Regions from separate parts of the Rattus norvegicus genome. Here region 2 is linked to region 1. A link is a contact called in public Hi-C data. All regions are on one chromosome and are shown on one strand. The core of a region is the stretch at or near the end of the contact, and the rest is flanking DNA. Distances in the headings are between cores, read along the strand shown.

What was found. A called contact is a pair of places that touch in the nucleus more often than the background predicts.
Region 2: a contact with region 1 is called in a Hi-C map of the A7r5 cell line, with 2.2 times the contacts expected there. The contact joins the enhancer-like site here to the promoter of Etv1 in region 1. A contact is called at or near these places in 2 of 12 Hi-C or Micro-C datasets (the A7r5 cell line and the Rat2 cell line) and 1 of 1 datasets of contacts at active chromatin or transcription factors (oligodendrocytes).

What each region holds. Positions count from the first base shown.
Region 1 is chr6:61,317,023-61,319,764 of GRCr8, reverse strand. Etv1 (ETS variant transcription factor 1) reads right to left here and starts at 1,399. Exons shown (of 13, transcript NM_001163156.3): 1 at 1,280-1,399; 2 at 728-859. The coding sequence starts at 772.
Region 2 is chr6:61,493,030-61,495,964 of GRCr8, reverse strand. No RefSeq gene overlaps it. Among named protein-coding and RNA genes, the nearest start is that of Etv1, 180 kb to the right of the region's middle. Within about 2 kb of position 1,549, at least 33 of the 93 cell types and tissues checked have an H3K27ac peak or open chromatin away from gene starts, as enhancers often do. A contact at or near this core is called in the A7r5 cell line, where this site is marked.

The DNA.
Region 1 (2,742 bases), core at 150-2,649:
AATCATGCATACATAACTTAAGCCTACTGGATCCTCTCTCTGAGTGGAAAAAAAAAAGTTTATAGGAGAACTCCAATATGTATTGTCTGACTTTGACAGTAAAATCTCAAACTGAGAGTTTAACAGCGAGGGAGAGTTGCTTCCCAGAGCATGTCATAACACTCCTGCTTATCCTCATCCTAGTTACACGTAATCTCAGCATCAAAACATTAAGCTAAAACACTTAATTTTTTTTTAACTGAATCAACTCCAGATTAACAGTGAATTCCATTCTCTCAGACAGCACCCCCCACCCGCAGTAAAAGAAGTCAAAGGAAAACTGGGGAAAGTGAGAAAATGAGAAAGGGGAAGAAAACGCCCAAGACACCCCATGTAAACAAAAAATTGTCAGCATTTGTCTCAACTTCGTTCTTTTCAATGTGGCAGATAAACCCAGCCACAAACTTTGAGTGCAGCTGCTGCTGCCCTCCGTCTCCTCTTGCACTCATCGTGGACACATTAACCAGAAGAAGGGGTCTTAAAACAAAACTGTGCCTTATCCGAATCACTCAAAGGTAAGCTCATTTTGTAGATAGGGCTTCTAGAAGCAGAGTCGCCCTACAGTGGCAACAAAGCAGATAAAGTGTCTGCAGTCCCAACCCCCTGCCCCCTCCCTTCGCATCTCTCGCTCTCCCCACCCCCGTCCGAGTCAAGTTTATAAACAGCAACTTTCGAACTGAGCACTCACGTTGGTGACCACGTAAGGCACTTGCTGGTCATAAAATCCATCCATTCTGCTCCTCTTCTCAAATACTAGCTCAGTGTTTTATATTTTGAGCATTTAGCTGCAGATTTCCTCGGGATCTGGACTTCTATCAACCTAGAGGGGAACAAGATGGCTTTTAGGCTTTAAAAAATCATGAATGAAGCTCTTGCATTTGCATAGCTAATTACCCTCGACAGCCCCATTCACAAAAATAACCCTCCCCTACGCCGCCTTCTTCACCTGGATCCAAAGAGAGCCAAGAGAGTTCACAATTTACATACTTTCGGTCCTATCAAATATCCTAACAAGAGACGATGTATTTATTTACACCCTGGATGTTCCCTGCTCGGTCAGTGTGCCCCAGGCAGCTCTGATTCGCAAACGTGTGCAAAACTAGCAATGGCGATCAACGAGACTTGCTTTTCACCTAACGGGACTAAAGAGACGGAGATACCTCTTTCATAAGAATAGTTTTTGCAACCCACAGCCATGCAATTATCTGGAGAGACATAAAAAGTTGTTGGAAATACCCACCTGAAGGCCACGCTAGGCGAACGGCTGCAAAAAATTCCCTCCAAATTTAATAAAAACATTAATTATTGCCCAGCACTTCCCCTTGGAAGCCGAAAGCGCCTCTGACAGAGCTGAATTCGGTGGTTTTTCCTCTACTTCTCCTCCAGGGGCCTCCAATCCAAACTGATGGATCGCTGCCTCCCATTGGCTCCACGTCTCTTTCACAAGATCAGATTTCGGGCTGTCAATCAGGCAGCTTTTGGCCCCTTCCCTAGAGTCTCCCGCACCCCTATTCCTATGCGACCACTCTGGGAGAAGTCTTAGGTCCGCACCCAAGAAAAACCACCGAGGAAACCCACTTCCTTCCTAACTCGCTGTTTTGGTTAAGACCGGAGGGATTCTGAAACCTAGTGTACTGAGTCAACCAGCTCTCATTCCTATCGTTGTTTGATCCATTATTATTAGGCCGATGTCCTTAAAGCACTGTCGTAGAGGTTCGGGTACACATTAAATGTCCACAATCTCCTTTCTCTACTTCTGACCAGGAGTCCACCCACCACGCGCTCCAGCCTTCCTCCCCAGCAGCTTTCGGTCCAAGCTATTTTTTTTTTCATTTTTTTTCAACACTAATCACCACTATAATAGGGCTTATAAGATTTTTCTTTTAATACATCTTCAACAAAAACGATCTCCTTTCGTCAGTTCCACATGAAAACATTGTAATGAAAGCAAGGGAGAGGTGGCGCTGGAAGAGAGGATCCGGAGGAGTACGTAGCAGTGTGGGCGAGGAAAGTATAAAAATCAGATTCACCCGGGAGAGTGCTGAGAGGAAATAAACCTCCAGTGGGCCACAGAGGGGTGGGGGAGGACTTGGTAATTCAGATGCCCCCCTCCCGCCCCCTTCTCCCCCCCACCCCTGTCCCCGCCGTTTCCGGAGCTTTTGTTATGTATACAGAGAGGCGGAGGGTGTCACTTACTGTACTTGAGGATTTCACTTCTTCCAACCAGAAGTTGGGGGGAGAGCAGGGAGGGCTCGGGTTACAAGGACAATGATGGGACGTTTGGAAACGAGAATGTCCCTGAAGCTGCCTGCCCATAGGGCTTAGTTCTGTTGCGTCCCCTTTGCAGCCGCTGTCCTACCAAGGGTTGGAGGCCAGAGAGGGGCGGGGCGGGGGCTTCACAGTTCTGAAAGTCACTTAGACCCTGGCGGTGACCAGAACTGGGGACTAAAGGACTTTTCCAGCAGCTGTTTAGCCCCGTTGAACATTGTGCTGCAGTTCTCAATTTCTATTTGAAAGTTTCTTTCCTTAAATGGAACATGGTGGAAACATCAAAATGGGAGCGTGCGCGCCTGGCACTCCAGCCTCGCGGAGAAAGAGCGTGGTTTATGACAAAGCCACTCTGCGCTTCATCATGGGAAAATTATAGTCTTCCAGGGTACACACAATGCTTGCCCAGAGACTAGTCAGTGCACCGCGCGCGTC
Region 2 (2,935 bases), core at 300-2,799, 180 kb before region 1:
GAACTCTAGTCTGGAAAGTGCCATCTCTTCCTCCTGTTTTTCTGATTCCTTTCAACACCTGGGACACAGTGCTGGCTGACTCAAAATTTGTCCCCTGGGTTTTATTGAAGTGGTTGATAGCATTTTCCTCCAAATATAGCTGTTTCCACGTGTACGGCTGTACTCTCAATAGCCACTCTTTCTCCATCCACATAGCACATGCACCCTTGAACCCTGCCAGGCTGTGATCACCAGATAATTTTCAGCTGCGAGCCCATAGTTTTTTATTTTAATCTAGGAAGTTATAAAAATAACAATACTACATCACTTTCTAACTCACAAAGCAGCGTTAGTCTTTTGCTTTCTAATTCCTTTCGTTTCTCTTTTATAAGCCTGCCAAGGCTGTGGCTTTTGTTCGCCTTCCATATTTAATCAAAGCAACCAATGCTGAGAATTTTTACAGGGAATTTAATTTGATCAGTTTTGAAACATTTATTTATTCCATATGGCATTTAAAGCAACTGAATTATTATGTTACAGAGACTAGATGAGAACTTAGGGGCGGCGGGAGGGGGGTCAGGTATACACAAACCAGAAAATCAAGGAGCAGTTTCGTCAGAAAGAGCTCTTGTGAAACAGAAATGAACAGAGTTCACAAGAACAAGAAAAAAAAAATTACACGACAATTTTGCTGAATCTGAAATAAGCAACACAAGGCTCCTTAGTTCAGGAGTTAATTTAGACTTACACTTCATTTGGCAGTGGCCTTGTGTTTCGATCCGTGTTAGCACCATGTTAAGAGCCATGCGGTGGGGCCCTGTGACTGGTAAGTGGCACCGTAGAGCCTACATTAGTGATGAGGAATGAGATAAGGGGGCAGAAGTGGGGAGAGGCTAAGTGGCCTAGTTCAGTCTGCCTGCACTTTGCACCGATTCAAGGAGAATCTGGTTATTAATGATTATTCAAGAAACAGACATACTATAGAATGTTGTCTAATCTATAAAGTGTGGTATCTTTTTTTTCTTCTATAGCTGCATACTTGTAGAAGCTCTATTAGAGCTTGGCATTTTGGCATAGCTGAAACTATTTCCCTATATCAAAACAAATAAACTAACAGGAAATAGGAGGGGGGAGAATTTGTTAAAGAAACACAAAATCCCAAATCTGGTCATCCAACATTGCCTTAAATCCACTAACTCATATATGATTGGAGTGTTAACTTATATACGAGTAGAGTTTTTAAACCAATGTGAGTTATAATTTGTAGTGGGATTTTTGCTGGTTGGTTGTTGACATTTTAACAGCAGCAGAAAAAATTCTAATACATTAGTACAGATGCCAAAAATATAAATATAAAATTCTGTGAGGAGTCTTCCACTGGGGCCAGGAGGGTGCTGTGGTTAGGAACGAAAACAATCTGCCTAGCCCTGAATCACGCTCCTAGGAAAGCCTGCGGGAAAGGCCATCGCTTAGAATATATGTTACAAATCTATGGTAACAGATATTTTAGCCAGTTAAGAGCACTGCTGCAGTTTGCAGGCTCTCTGGGTTCCAGGCGTGAGTCATGCTTCCTGTTCAGCACACAGACAGAGCCTCTGTTTGAGGCTTCGTTATTTGGTAACAGAATGGCAGCAGAATGGTTCTGTGGCAGTGAGCTGGAAGCAATCACATTTACTGGGCTTACACGCATGAGAAATGCAAATAGGTTTCATCTGCAGGGATATGGGTTGGTGGCTTGACTCAAACAACTTCATACTCTTAGGAAGAAGGAAGTTAAACCGCAGGCTTAATCCTTGACTAAACCTTGAGGTATTCCTTACCACAAATTAGAAAATTGAAACCAAAACGGGTTCGGCCCTTCCAAAGCCAAGGAGCTCAGCTCTTACTTCAGAGCCTGTCAAACCCATCACATTGGATCCTTGTTAGGGCAGAGCCATCACACCATGTGTGCCTGCTATGGGAACAGAGACTTGGTGGCAATAAAGCTTGAAGAGACAACAGGGAATTTCAAATGACAAGAACGGTGAGGACTTCATATCTGCAAGTAGTATTCCTACAAGTGTTCCTTGCTGGCCAACTGCCAACTCAAAAACAAAATGTATCCCCATGGAACATGTGCAGTATTTTCTCTGGAAATTATTGCCTAAAGAATACAGTACTGAAACTATATTTATAGCACCTATAGCACCATCACTGTGTTAGTTATTCTAAATAGTCTAGGGATGACTTGAAGGAAATTGAGGGAACACATCGGTTGTACGCAATGTTATATTATTACATACAAGGGACTTCGGAATTAGTGGATTTTGATATCCATTGGAGTCATTGAGTCAGTCCCTCTGGAATAGAGACAATGTCATTACTGAATGTCTCCATGTAACTACAGGAGATCTTCTTACTTTCTGAAGACAGCTATTAATCTGAAAACTTACTAGCTTTACTGTTGTAAGATTCACTTATTATAAAGTTAAACATTGTTGCTCCAGAAACATATAACAAAAGTAGAGGAGAGGATTCACCAATGACATTTTATACACAAGGTTCCCTGCCAATTACAGATACTAGCAATGATGCCAATACTTTAGATATCAAGAGAAGGGCTAGACGACAGTTCGGTAATAGAGAACTTGCTGAGTATGAGATCCTAGGTCTCAAATACCACTAAAATATCCCCTCCCAAAAAAACATCAACAGCAAAAATGAAAGCAGGAGAGGGCTGTGCCTTAAACTTAGTTTATATGAATGTTTTATTTTAATTCTACCTCTTATCAAGGTAAAATGTTTTAAGAAATCTTGCAACTATTTTTCAACTCTTCTTCATATAAGAAAAACAGTCCAGAGAACAGTAGTTCTTTATAGTTTAAGAAATAAGTGATTTGAAATGAAGGGGTAGAGAATAATTCAATAATTATGAGTATATATTAGCTAAGAGTGACCTCACAAAATCTGACTTATT